Linked DNA regions of Anas platyrhynchos: region 2 is linked to region 1. Evidence: chromatin contacts called from public Hi-C data. All regions are on one chromosome and are shown on one strand. The core of a region is the stretch at or near the end of the contact, and the rest is flanking DNA. Distances in the headings are between cores, read along the strand shown.

What was found. Hi-C and Micro-C count contacts between places; a contact is called where the count stands out from the background.
Region 2: a contact with region 1 is called in a Hi-C map of skeletal muscle, with 2.0 times the contacts expected there. The contact joins two enhancer-like sites. A contact is called at or near these places in 2 of 8 Hi-C or Micro-C datasets (liver and skeletal muscle).

Annotation. Positions count from the first base shown.
Region 1 is chr22:2,001,796-2,008,844 of IASCAAS_PekinDuck_T2T, reverse strand. All of the region lies in intron 3 of CAMTA1 (calmodulin binding transcription activator 1), which reads right to left. Among named protein-coding and RNA genes, the nearest start is that of CAMTA1, 45 kb to the right of the region's middle. Within about 2 kb of position 4,179, at least 2 of the 8 cell types and tissues checked have an H3K27ac peak or open chromatin away from gene starts, as enhancers often do.
Region 2 is chr22:2,233,219-2,240,280 of IASCAAS_PekinDuck_T2T, reverse strand. CAMTA1 (calmodulin binding transcription activator 1) reads right to left here. Exons shown (of 23, transcript XM_038166528.2): 8 at 5,942-6,082; 9 at 1,827-3,682. Among named protein-coding and RNA genes, the nearest start is that of VAMP3, 50 kb to the left of the region's middle. Within about 2 kb of position 5,055, at least 1 of the 8 cell types and tissues checked has an H3K27ac peak or open chromatin away from gene starts, as enhancers often do.

The sequences.
Region 1 (7,049 bases), core at 2,930-5,429:
CCTCTCAGCTGCCCTACAAGGGCAGAGCAGAGCAAACGCCTGACATTAACCACACCACATTTCACCTGGACAAACAAGGCACGATATTCTAAAAGATGGGGATTTTTTTCCTTGAAGGCAGTAAAGCTGGCTGCCATTTTCTTCTGATTTTGAATGAAACTTTTCAGGTATCTGTCCCACACCACCAAAATTACAGCAATGCAGAGAACACCCCCCTCCCCCTTTGCTATTTGAAATAATCATCTTGTTTTACCTTCCTTCATCCAAATACATCAATTAAAAATGCATCACTCTAATTTATACGACAAAGATTACTGGCAAGGTTATTACACTGCCGGCAGTAACTCCAGCCTAACCTCATTTTCTGTATCAGTGGGGTAGAACAAGTCTAAAATGGAACCATTTTATTTTGCTCTGTGTTCTGCACCCTACAGCGACTTGTCATTTTATTTAAGGTCAAAAAAGGATTTCTGCCCATTATGTTGGTAGTAACAAAAAGCCAGAAAAAAGAAATTTCCAAACTTTTCCCCCATTTCCCTTTTACAAAAAAATAACAAGTATTAAACAGATACGAGCTCACAGCAGAACTGAAGGACCTGGAAGCAGCCCTGGTTTTATGCTGCACGTGCAGAGCAGAACGAAGCGGTCGGAGGGAAGAAGGGCAGCTACAGGCACCCATGGCCAGGGTGTCCTGGGCCTTCATCAGTGGATGCTGACATCCTCCTTGCCCCTGGGAGGCACGTGCCAGCCTCTTAACCCAGCGACAAAACCTTCCCTTGGAGAACGATGCGACGTTATCTGAACTATCCCAGCACCCTCAGTACAGCCAGCAGGGATAAAAACTCGGACTTACTGCACAGAACATGCATTAGGGCAGAGATAATACGATAAAAATTAAAGGACCAAGCGAACTGTTTGCCTGGCTCATCCCCACGGCTTGCACCTTTGCCTTCTCAGCACAGTGACGACCTTCCCCACGATGGAGAGGGCTGGCTGCCCTGACGACCTGCCCATGACTGCTGAAGACGAAGCCACGGGAGGTGGAAGGCAGCTTGGCTGTGATGCTGGAGCTCTTGCATCCCAGCATCCCTGTGTTCAGGGATTTCGGGAAGGATCACCAGCTGTAACATAAGCCTGTGCTGAGCACCTCCGGGACCTGGACCATCCCAAATTAACTCAGACCGGTGACAGCAGAGAGAGCAAGAAGAGAATCAAAAATACTGAAGCAAAATCATCCTCCAGATTTTTACTACAAAGCGTACGAGAACTCAGTGTGTGATGACTGAAGCTTGCCAGATGTACCGAGCTATTTATAACACGAGCACTTACATAATTAGAGCTTGACAAGCCTGAGCATCACAGCACTTTATTTATCCAGACAAACCTATATTAATGCTCTATCTTTAAATGGTAGAAATCTGGCAAATATTTAACTAAGCGCTAAATTCAGTGGTTACACCTCTTTGAATTTGGGTGTTCGGGCTGGTTCTGCATTGAGAATGACAAAGCTCACACGTTTAGATACACTCTGAATTATCAGTCTGAGCTCAGGCACCACCCCAGTACCAAATCCCCGTCTGGAGGAAGGACCAGGACAGCTCCCATGTGGCCACGAGGTCAGGCTGCTCCTGCCTTTGTCACCGCAGCTGACACGAGCAGCTTTAGTTTGTACCTGAGGCTTCTACTGAGGGATCACAACTGAGCAGTGCTGTGATCCCCATCCTCCACAGCTCTACCACCCCGAGCCACAACCTGGCATCGAGATCCCACGAGCTGAGCCCTTCCCAGGAGGAGCCAGGTGCTGCTGGACCCGGTGCCAGGCTGCTCGCGGTGGCATTAATGCCATGAGATGATCCCAAGTGCACAGCCTTGACCCGAGGAACAAGTGGCAGCACCGGGCGGATCGTGCCACATCGTGCCCAGCTCAGCCTGAGCTTCATCACCACCTAAACTAAGACATAGACACGTAATTTCTGTCTAGAAAACGTCGCTACTTGAAACGGAACGCTTAGAACATCTCTCAGATGGCTGATAACATTTTGTTTAAACAAAGGAATGTTTTCATTTTATTATAAATGCTCCCATGGATTAAAGATTTGGATGCAACAGCAAAGCAAGATAAACATTTACTTTCTATTAAAACATCTAAATGAGAAGATTAAAAACTGTTTTACATCTAACAGCAAGGCAAAGTCAAATCTGCACAGTAGCAGCTTAACTGGTATTTAAAGCCAAAGAGTTCTGATGTTGAGAGGTAATCAATTTAAGGGAGGAGGGATTTCTTAAAATTACCCATAAATCAAGAAAAAACACACACATACATTTGAAAAAGTCTTTCAATTATGCCTCCCAAAGAACTCCTTCCAAAGCCTTTTTGCTGCCAAGCCAAATAGGCTTTCTTTAGAAGACAGCTTTTGCCCCAGATTTCCTGGTAAAGTATTTTCACAGAATATTACTCTGTTCAGCATGTTACATGCTTTTTATTATTATTATTATTTTATTTGTTTGTTTAAGGCTGCAGTTGGAAGAGATCCTATAAAACACATCAAGGTCTTAACAACTGTATTTACCAGCAGCTACTGGAAGCAACATTGGTTAAAGGACACAGAGGTGATGCAGGTGAGAGCTGATCTAAGACTTTATGCTTATTTTCTAAGGTCCAAATACAGGCTACTTTTAAACCACAACACCAAAGTACAACTAGTTACTGCTGAGCCACAATTCCTCTGTGAAGCAGAAATCTAATTTTACAAAATCAAAACCCAAGTCTATTTGCAATAACATGTGGCCAATTTAACATATACAAACATACCAGAACCACTCAGTTTTATTCCTGCAATGAGGCAGGGCTTAAACACTGCTACCAGGCACCAGCCTTCAGCATTATTCATTAGGTGAGCTTCATGGTTATGTCCCACCAAAAGATTTAGATGATGCAATTTAATAGTAGTGCCAAAAAAACACGGCAATATAAAGCATCCTATCTGCTGAATACACTCTTCCATCCAAAAATGTGACATCTCAAAAAGCATGCCTAGTAACACTAACAAGGCCATTAGTGAATTCTCTTAGGGACCTGCACAGAACATACATGGATTTGTGGTGGCAAGTTTAAGAATGATGTATTCTTATTTAATGACTAGTAGATCAAGGGGAAAAAAAAAAACGAATAAAGCTTTACCAGTTTCATCTCATTGCCATTAAAAGAAAGGATCAGGATACCCATACTCTGTATAAGAAAAATGGATTTAATCCCCCAATTTTTTTTAGTGGTCTTCCTAAAAATAAATCCCTTTTAGTTATAAACCTCAGTTTAAAAAGCTTTAAAGAAAATGTGAAAAAGAGGGGGGGTGGGGGAGGGGAATGGAAACGAGAGGTAAACGAGCACTGTCCCTAACTCCCCCTGGATTTCTGTTGCTTTTTGTCGTGTTTTTCTTTCTAAACTATCATATTTATTTTCTGTTGGAAGCAGCAACCTAAGCAGCAGAATCTAGAAAGCAGAATATGGGAAATGCTATTCACTGGCTGTTGAAGTATAAGGTTTTGGAACAAGCACATACAATTCATCTAAATCATTTTTAAGAAAATTTGTACAGCTAAGAAGTAAAGAGAGCTCCCGTTCCTTTTAACCAGCCCTTCCCATCACGCTACATGAAGTTGTCTAATTTACAAAAGTATTTTAGGAAAGAAATGAGAGGTTCTACTTAGAACTAAATGGATTTTACAGCTTATGTGGATTGAATATTCTACAAACAGATGGGAAAGAAGACGAGCAGCTACGAGGCTTGTTGGTGACAAAATAGGAGACCTTACGGCCACCGATGAGTCTCACGTGAAGGATCCCAGTAACCACTGTAAGTGGGCAGCGTGGAACAAGAGGGATGCTTTGCCAGTCGCTGCTGGCTCGGTGCTGTGCCACCCAGTCCTCGGCCTGCACACAGCCCCTGCACCTCCACGGGGGAACCGATGCTCACCGGCTCCGCACTGCGCCTGCCGGCACCAGCAGCAGCGCTGCTGCAAACGGGCACGAGCGCTGCATCCCTCTCCAGCTCGTTCCCTAAAGCCAATTCATGCACTGTACTTACTGGAACAACACGGCTTTTGCTCGCCTCTAACACAATCCTCTCCTCCAAGACACCGATCTTCCCTGCGCGCTCTGCACGTTCGTGCCTTCGCAGCACCCTCCTGTGGGGATTCCGCGGCCGTGCAGAGGCGGGGGCAGCTGGCAGCTCCCGCAGCACCCGTGGGTGGGCACGGCGGCTGGCCGAGCCACCGCTGGCGAGCAGAAGCCACCCTGGCTGTTTCGCTGAGGTCTGTAGCTGTTACCGAGACGGGCTGTGCTGGTGTTTGAACATCTGCTCCGAAAAGCTGGGTGGTTGGGAAGAAGTTGTTTTGGAATCTCACATCCTTCATCGCTTTCCTTTTCAGGGTGTCTCTGTGTTTTAGTTCAGGGACTTGGGAACATGTTTATCGTAAGCTACAGTGATTTGATGTAACGTTTTGCCACTGCAATAAAAATCAGACAGTTCACTAATTTTTAAGAGGAAGATTTCAGGAAGACTTAATGCGATCGAGCGTTTAAGTTTTAGAAAAACGGTCCAAGTTTACACCTGCTGTTTAACAGTATCGACCCCTATTAAGATACAGAATCTCAGTAGGTACAGTACACTTTTCCACTTTCTGCAAGAACCATTTAAAATTAGAACTGAGTAAATCTCAAATCCGAATTATTGATTACCCTTTAGATTAGGCAGTACCTCGCTGTGCCTCGCCGTACAGGACCTGCAGAACGCACATAGATCAAGGCACTTGAACAACCTATCGTGTTTATATGGCCTTCTCCACTTCTGAAGCATTTGACACTAAATTAATTAATCTTAATACATGATGCTTCTACAGGAATGAACCAGGCATTTGGTTTCCCAAATAAACATAGGATTTTAAAATCAGGTAATCTAACATGAGTATTTGCTTAAGTGACGAACGCTGTTGCACACAAAGGAGGAAAAACAGAATAACAGAAAGCTATCAGAAACCTATGTGATGTTTTAGACACTTTAAGATGTGTCTGAGTGACTGTGGGAAGAGTATTGCCTCATTTTCTTCTACTTTCAGCTAATAAGGCAGGTTATTTTCACAAACTTATTATTTCTTAATGACTTTTCATTGATTTATTTGGAATCATACCTGTCACTGAAACCCGTGAATATTTGGTCACAGAAAAACACGTGCCCAGTGATTACAGACAGCAGCTATACAGCAATCCCTACAGTTTAACTTTTTTTTTTTTTTTTTTTTTAAAAACCTGCCATTGTATTTGATGAAAAACTCAATTGGAAGACTATTGCTAATATCATCTTCTCCAGCCTGCCTAGATTTGTGTGTGCTGGTATTTCCCATGACCTGATTTCACCCCATCAGCCCTTACATCTAAGCTGCAGAACAAGAAGTAAGATAGCAATGAAACAGTATTTGTGAATGAGTGAGAAGAGCTGCTTCAGGGATAAATACACTCCCACACTAGGATGTAACAGAAGTCATGCTGAAGTTAACATTAATTAAAAATTGCCTTTACAGTCCTGTAAAGCCTTTTCCAAGTATTTGTTACTGGACAGTAACTAAATCCTTCTCTTGAAGGTCAAAATTTTACTGCAATCATGAAACTATGAGAAAGGAAAAGCTGGTTATCATATTACCTCTAGCTTGCTACCAAACCTCTATGTCTGGAGACATTACTGAGATCTACAACAGCTGTTTCAAGATGAAGAAAGCTCAAAGTTCATGGAAAGTGAGCATACGGACGTAAAAGCCCGAAATCCATCCTGGAGAACCCAGAAATGCACAACACAACAGCCCTGGAAGGCAGAAAAGCACTCACAGGGGCTACAGTAAAACAAGAGAAACCAAGAACTTGTTTTCTGTTACCGTGCTATGAAATTTCTGTTCAGGGGAAGGCTTATGCTGGGTCGGAGCCTCTCGTTATTAACTGATACAAGACATGACTCATTATTACCACTGTCAAACTGCAGCATAATCCCTGGCAGCAGCAGCATTATTTTCTGGATGAGAACACTCCATGTGTACCCTCAGAACATCACTTCTCCCTGCACTATTCCACCTGGCTTAGTAGATAGGAAAGCTATTCCCAAACACAAAGGAAATGTGTCCTAAATACACCTAGAAGAGAAAGGCAAATAAAATTTTACATAGCAAAACCTTGCAAGCTGTAGCCTTCTACAGGGGGAAAAAAAAAAAAAAACACAACATCTTGAGAGCCACCTTTATTTGCATCGAGGCCAGCTCTTCAATGCAACTGAGGCCATGAGGTGGTGTGCAGATCGGCCCAAACCCAGTCCCATGATATCCCGACGAGTACTGCTCAAAATCCGCCTTCTACTTCTCCAAGAGACAAAGCAAATGCCAGAAGCACGAACCCTTGTTGTTGAATTACACCTAGATCCAACAACTGAATTAGTAATTTCCTAGCATCTCATCAGCCTACTCCTGTGCTAATAACGCATGGTAAAGGAAGACGGGACGTTAACAGATTGACTTGGGTGACAAATAGGTAGCACTTCCCTTGGGGAATTCACGTTTGAGCAGTGGAGCACCTTCCTGTTCCAAGTCCACTGCAAAGAATGAGGACAGGCAAGTTGCAGTATTGGTTTCACACATTCACCACAACGGGAACGTCACCCAGATCTAGACGTGGTCCAAGTAATAATCACTGTAATTAGCACCTCATTCATATAATTACCTGTAGACCCCATAATATTTTACAAAGGAGGTAATTACCCATATTTTACAGCTGAGGAAACAGATACAGTGCAGGTGAATGACTTAAAAGAAATCAACAGTACATCTGTGGCACAGCCAGAGACTGCAATTATCCTTATTCCCAGACAGTGTTCTCCCCCCAATAATCCACACTGAATTCACTTCTGTCTCATGTGAAGGAATCCAAAGAAAATAAAGAAAAAAATGGAATTTTCAATGTCTAGAAGAGCTGAAAAGCAGATAAGACAAACCTAAAAGGAGAAATAAAAACA
Region 2 (7,062 bases), core at 3,806-6,305, 230 kb before region 1:
ACGGCTTGGCCTTTGCAGGGAAGTGATGATACTGTGTGGTGCTGCAGTGGTTTTACTCAGCTGGTCAGCTGAGCTCCACCACAATTGCTCTCTCACTCCCCCTCCTCAAAGGGAAAGGGGGAGAATATATGATGAAAAGGGCTCAAGAGTTGAGATAAGGACCAGGAAATCACTCAACAATTATCCTCATGGGCAAAACACTCAGCATAGGGAAAATAATGAAATTTATTACCTATTACTAACAATCCATATCAGTGAGAAACTAAAAACAAACTAAAATCACCTTCCCCCCTTCCATCCTCTTCCACCTCCTCCCCCTAAGCTGTGCGGAAGAACGGGGAATGGGGGCAGTGGTCAGTCCCTGATGCTTCGTCTCCACTGCTCCTTCACAGTCCCTCTCTGCCCCTGCTCCCCGCGGGGTCCCTCCCATGGGATGCCGTCCTTCCTGAACTGATTCTGCATGGGCTGCCCTCAGGCTACATCTCTTCAACAACTGCTCCCACACGGCTCTGTCCCACAGGGTCACAATGTCCCAGCACTCGCGTGGGGGCACTCCAGCACATTTCGCAGGAAGCTCTCCTCATGCATATGGGAACACGAGGAGACCATGAAGCAGCGACAGCAAGACGTGCCTAACTTAGGAAAAATATCCCTTTGTATGTTTGCAATATCCACCACACATAATTCAGTGTAGTAACACTAGTAAGATGCTTATTTAACTGTAATTCAAACAACCAGAGCAGATACAGGAGTGCAAAACCAAGTCCAAAACCAAGAGTGACACTCAGTACAAAGCAGGTGTGTTTGGGAAATTTCAGCATTGCCTTGGTAAGTACTTCCCTTGACCAGACTTACAGTCCCATTCTGATTTTAAACAAGGCAAAGCTACCACATCCAGGGCACAGACACAGCTACTGCTGTGGGAGAACACTAACAGACATGTACCAGGTGAAAACTGTAAAGCAAAATTACAGTACTGAAGAAACCAAGCAAGGCTGTATCCCAAGAGTCCCATAGATCTGTGGTAGAATTTGTTCTGAAGAGGACAATACTGTTTCCATGGCTTTTCTGACTCTTTCACAAGTTCACAACATAAACTTGCTCATGGGTTGCTGAGAAACATAAAGCACATGATGCCTAATATTTTTACGATGTAACTGCAGCAGTGAGGAGATTAAAATGCTAGAAAATAAAAACGTAAATAGTGCCAGAAGGACATTATCAGATTGTAATTTTGAGAGTTTCTCTACTAAGAAGACCAGAGGTGTGGGCTTACTGTAAGGTAAGATACCTGTTGCCAAGATGAAACAAAATCATACAAATTGTAAGTCTCCTTCCTCTAGCATTCCTTCACATCAGCAAAGTCTGCTGCTGACATTTTTAATTTGCGGTGCATGTGTCTCACTTTGGATAGTTTATAGGATGGAGGTAAATGCTAAACTCATTATGACACTGCAGGTCAGGAGTTAATTCTGCTAAGAGCATTACAGCCAGCTTCAATGATCAGCTCCAGTTTGCAAATTATGTCGCTCTAACATAGCTTGATAGCATTATGAGACCATCATATGGGAAATACTTTGCTTATCAATGAAACAAAACATTTCTGTTCAGATGCTTCTAAGTGAAGAAAGGGCCCTGTCAGGGTGATGAAGTGCTTAATTAAAAGTACACTCAGACATAAAAAAGGGCCTCAGTTGCTCCTTCTACTACGAGAAATATTTTAAAAGCCCTGTCAAATCTTTAACAAAACAGTTCTTGGGGGCTGTTACTAACAAAGCGAGTAAAGACAAGGCAATAAATGTTCATAAGTAAAAGCCCTAACTTACCTCAGGATAAGACCACTCTGGTGAATAATCTGTCACCATGAACAAGCGCCCACTCTGCTGTAGCAAACCCAAGGTGCCTTGTGCTGCAGCTGCCGAGACCACCTCAGCCACATGCATGTATGCCATTGTGCTGGCTCCATTCTCTGTGCTGCTGAGTTGCATGTTGGCTTGTTGAGGGCTGCAGCAAGGAATGCACATTTCAGCCTGGCTGTAGGTTGTTCTGTTACTGTCTTCAGGCTGAGATAGTCCGGCACTGTCACTTGACACCAGCTGGTGTCCATAGAGAGCATTGCTCCCACCTTCTACAGATATGAAATCATTAATTAGATCAGAAAACTGGTTGCTGAAGGAGATGTCAAAGTGGTCCAAGTTAAGCTCCATGTTGGAGGAGTTATTTAAGCTGGGATGGGCCACAGGATAGAGTCCTTGGACCATGTTTCCTTGGAGAATAGGGAGATTGTTCCCATTCCTGATACCCCCATTGGCCTCAGGCTGCAAGTAGTGTTCTGTGCTGCAGGCTTGAAGATCCCCTGATTTAAGTAGATTTTCATTCCCTTCTGCCTGCTGGGAGGTCTCCATGGGAACTTCAGCTTCTGCAGTCATAGCCTGGAAGTTTGCTTGGAACTGCATGAGCTGGAGAGAAGAGGTGGACTCTATTCTGGTTTCCACTGTGCCATTACAGTTGGAAGTGGTTTGGGATGAGGACTCTGTTTTCACACTGGGGATTCCTAACGTGCTCACAAATGAACCACTTGTGTCATTCAAGTTGTTGTGGGTGTTTTGCTCAAGGGGAAGAGGTTTGCTGGCATCCTGCAGAAAGAAGCTGGGGGAAGGGGTCTGATGAACGTGAGGGCTCTGGACTGTCTGATTGAAGCTCGAAGAATAGTCCTTGTTGGAGTCAATGGCACTGAAGTCCATCTGCTCCAAGGTGGTACTTGGGCTCAGACCTCCTCCAGATGGAAGCAAACCTGAACCAGTGGTGAGGGTGAGAGTGTTAGATGCAGAAGTGGAGGAAAATGCTTCTTTGGACATCTGTTGTTCAAAAGATGTGTCCTCAGTTTTTATTTCTTTCGTGAGGGTCGTATTGAAGTTGAAGCTACGTTCTGTTGTGGGTGACTGCCTTATGTTGGTACTGATGCTGTCACCTTTCATACCTCCTCCACCATAAGTCTGCCCTTGCTTGGGATTATTAAGAAAACAGTCTGGGTCAAAATTCATGGTGGTTTCTGGAATTTTTCTATTTCCTTCTAAAGTTGTGGAGAGCACAAGTTCCTCGGAGACAGTGCTGGGTAGCATCGACAAGCCCTCTGAACTGCCTGTTGTTGGAAAAGCAAATTTGTGTCCATCTGAACTCACGGCAAGTACCAGCCCTTGTGCAGCTGCATCTGAGGACAGAAGGTGTTGATTTGGGCCAGAGGTGGGTGACATGGTATACACAGCTTCACTGGTGACTTCTGACATAAATACTGTGGCACTTTGTGACAGGCTTCCCATAACTGATGCTACAGCCATACTGGACACACCAGTGACTGCTGGGCTATCTGCCATATCTGGGTCGCTATTTAATCCACTGCTGATGGACACAGGAGAATTCTGGGTCGTGTCAGGGACTTCCACCTGGTTGGTGGAAGAAACCTCAGTACTGTTTTGATGGAGCAACACTGGTTTCGCCACTTTGCCATTCCTCTTCTCTCGGCTGGAGGCCTTGCCATGACTGTGCTCGTTCTTGCCTTCAGAGACATCGTTATTTTGTACCTCTGAATGAGCGCTGTACCCACCTGTCCTTGGTTCGACCTTTGGTGATATGATGCGATGTTTGGCACTGTTACACTTGTGATGCACACTGCTTCCTGCCCCTGTGCCAGAAAACAACATTTGTCATTCAGTAAGTAAAAAATTAAAAAAGATGCTAGGTGTGTATCTTATGGCTGTAGCAAAGGAAAGATATAGGTGCATGTGAGAGAGAAAAAGCGAGCGGAAGAGACACCTTGAGAGTAAAACTAATTTCTTGCTAGTGTCAGACTTAGAGCACATTTCCATGTAATGCATAGATCTGTGTGCAAGACAGCAACCTCAAAACACGCCCATGAGCATGATTCCCCTCACCACACATAGCACCTATCTCCCTACCTCCTCCCTGCCCTAACCAGACGACACATGAAAGGAATCAGCATCTGTGACAAGTTTCAGACCTATTTAAACACGTGCCTGATCTCAGTGCAAAGCCTGCAAAGCAAGGACTGCTGCTGTCAGCTATGGCAGAAGAAGCCCTGTTCCATTTGCATCACAGACAAGACCTCTACCCCCTGTGACACAGCCACTCCGCTCCTCACACTGGCTGATGTCAGATGGTTTGACAACCACTCATGTGGGTTTGACACTGACTGGTAATCTGGAGGTGACAGATGCTATATTGTGCTCCTGTCCCTGACATCACCCTACTGCCTAGATTGCAACCCTTGTTCTCTTGTCATCATTGTGTCCATTACAGATGCCAATCAAATTATTAAAGAAAAAGTACATTAGCCAGCACAAAGAATGCTTTCCCTCCCATAAGGATGGTGATGTGTTTCTCTTATTCTAAGTGGTCTGTATGCTGACAAATAAACATTTAGTACTTTGAGAGGTCACACAGAGCATGATTAGTGTCAGAGAGGCTGAAGAACGCTTAAGTAAAGGTCACCAGAAGACAACTCTCTGTGGGAGTTCAGCCACTGCCTTTACGAGTCTGGCAGAAGATGAACATCACCTGAGTTTCTAGGAGATCGGAAATCAGCTATGGAAAGTAAACAATTCTCTCTGCATAGGCATCCTAACCACGAACTCTGGTGCAAGGACTGCATTTGTTGTTTAAAGAAGAGCCCAGAAATTTTTGATGTATGTTTCTTTAATTGATTCATTCTTCCTAGAATGAGGTAAGAACATTATTTATTGTACTATACAATGACTAATGAGGAAAAGAAACCTCCTCCTTGTAGCTAATGGCTACAATTATAAATGCCATCTTCTGGGTAACACAAAGTGTTTGCATAGCCACTGTAATTTGCCAAATCTTCTGTTCCTTGCCCTTGAAGGGGAACTTCTCTGTTATGTGTTCAAGATTTGAATCAGGTCATTTAAAGTAGTCCAGGACAGTGCTTTTGAGACTAGATGCAGTATTATATCTCTCTATTCTCCTAGGTATAGAGATGAACAGGACAAGGAAAAGGCTTTCACACTGCAGTCTTTGTGTATGACTGTAAGGAATTGGGAATGCATGTGTCAGTGTGCCGGCTGTTACAAAACAAAGTGATATTGTTATGTTAAAAAACATGCAGCAGACTTAGCAGAAGACAAAACATCAAAGGGAAGCATAAAAGAATTCATGTTCAGATCTTCAAGCCTGGATCAAATACTGAGCTTTAAGGCTTGCATTTTAATCCAAACCCAGGTATTTCAGAGGTCATCATTCTTACTTAAAATCTTGATTGTATAACACAACTGCCCAAAAATGAAGAAGAAAATAAACCCTTTGAAGCATAGACAGCTTTCCTTTACAAAGTTCTCTGAAGACTAATTAATACTAATTAATATATGATATATATTACTTGACCAAAGTAATTGGAAGGGGTGGTTATAAAGTAGATGAGATGAAAAAATGACTCATTTAGCTTTCCACTTGATGCGTAAAGATCTAATACTAAGGATGTTGTTTCTTGATCTCTTCTCACTCAAAACAAAACCATCTTCTTTAACAGGAAAGAAATCTGTGTCTTCATGGTAACTAAGTAAAACCTGTCTTTTTCTAGTGATACCTTGCAATTAACCACCTGAGCCCATTTTCTCCAACAAAGCAGCTGCAGGGCAAGGATTTCAGAGGGTGAGATTGGCAGAACATCAAATTTTGAGGCTCTGGTAACAAAAGCTGAGCATGTAGAAGAGAACAGCTTTCTGAGTAGGTCACATATGGAGGGCATTTATTAGAACTTGCACATTACCAAGTGTTTGCATTCTTTACAGAAATTCCAGTTGCATGATTACTCCATGGTACAGTATTTTTAGCATTTTAGTACTACAAACCCTAATCCAAGTCTGGATTAAGCTGAAAGCATTTTGTACCCTCTCAGTGTACTCACCCAAGGTACCAGTGCAAAGACAGTTGTGTGTCCGAGGCTGTGGTTTGGTCTGGTGACTGTCGAGGATCTGCTGCACAAGCTGTTCCACTGAGAACCCTGAACTGCTGTTTCCATTGCTGCATGTCCACTTAATGCCATGAACTGTGAAGAGAACAGCAAGACTTCTCATCAAAAACTTTCCAGAAAACATCAAAAATCAACCTTTATTATCATCTGCTTATTATCTGTTATTATGTGTAAGTTTTACTTTATACATGCTTCTTGCTTCAGTTCCTCCACTCACATTTATTTTATTATTCTAGGTACATTAATCTGTCACATACGATGTTATGTTTAGTAAGAAACGTTCAAATAGCAATTTTGCAACAATACATTGAAAGTGCTATTAAAATGCACTAAAGTATCTCTGATCTGTAATTACTACTGAGAAACTTTGTACTAAGCTATTTCTGGTTACTTCAGAAATGTTTTGCTCTAGAGGTGAGCTCAGATACACGCTGCCACACACAGAAAGTGTATTTTACAGCAGTATGGTGGAGTTTGCTCCCTACCGTTAATAAATCCAGCGATGAGCACTGTATTATAGTGGGCAAGTCTGGTAGGTGAATCATCTCATGGTTTGTGTATTCATGATGGTTCTCATTAAGTCAGAATCCAGCTATGAGCTGGAAGCTAAGAAGTCACGGACAGCCTTATGGCTGGATGCTTATACCTACCACGTATATTATTTTCAGGTCCTTCCAGCATAACAAAGTTCCATCATGGATCTATTGCAAAAAGCAGCCAGAAGCCAAAGCTTTGGATTCTCTTTAACATGTCTGTAGCATTTACAAATTAGGTCTCCGAACGCTGGGTTTTCTTGGGAACACCCTATTCTCTACTTCGTCTTTTTCATGGTCTTTACATTGTCACATCTGGAAGCTACGGCTATTTTGGGGATGCATTTCTTACTGATCTTCCTGGCTGCATGTTCTTGGCAGTTTGAGGCAGCAATGTAGTTTCAAGTTCATGAAATCCGCATTGAGATGGTGCGCTTAGGAAAGGTCCTTCTCTAGCCTTGCTCTGGCTGATTCAGAAAGACTCCAGCTTCTGTTCATGTGGCATGACTATTTTTTTTTTTT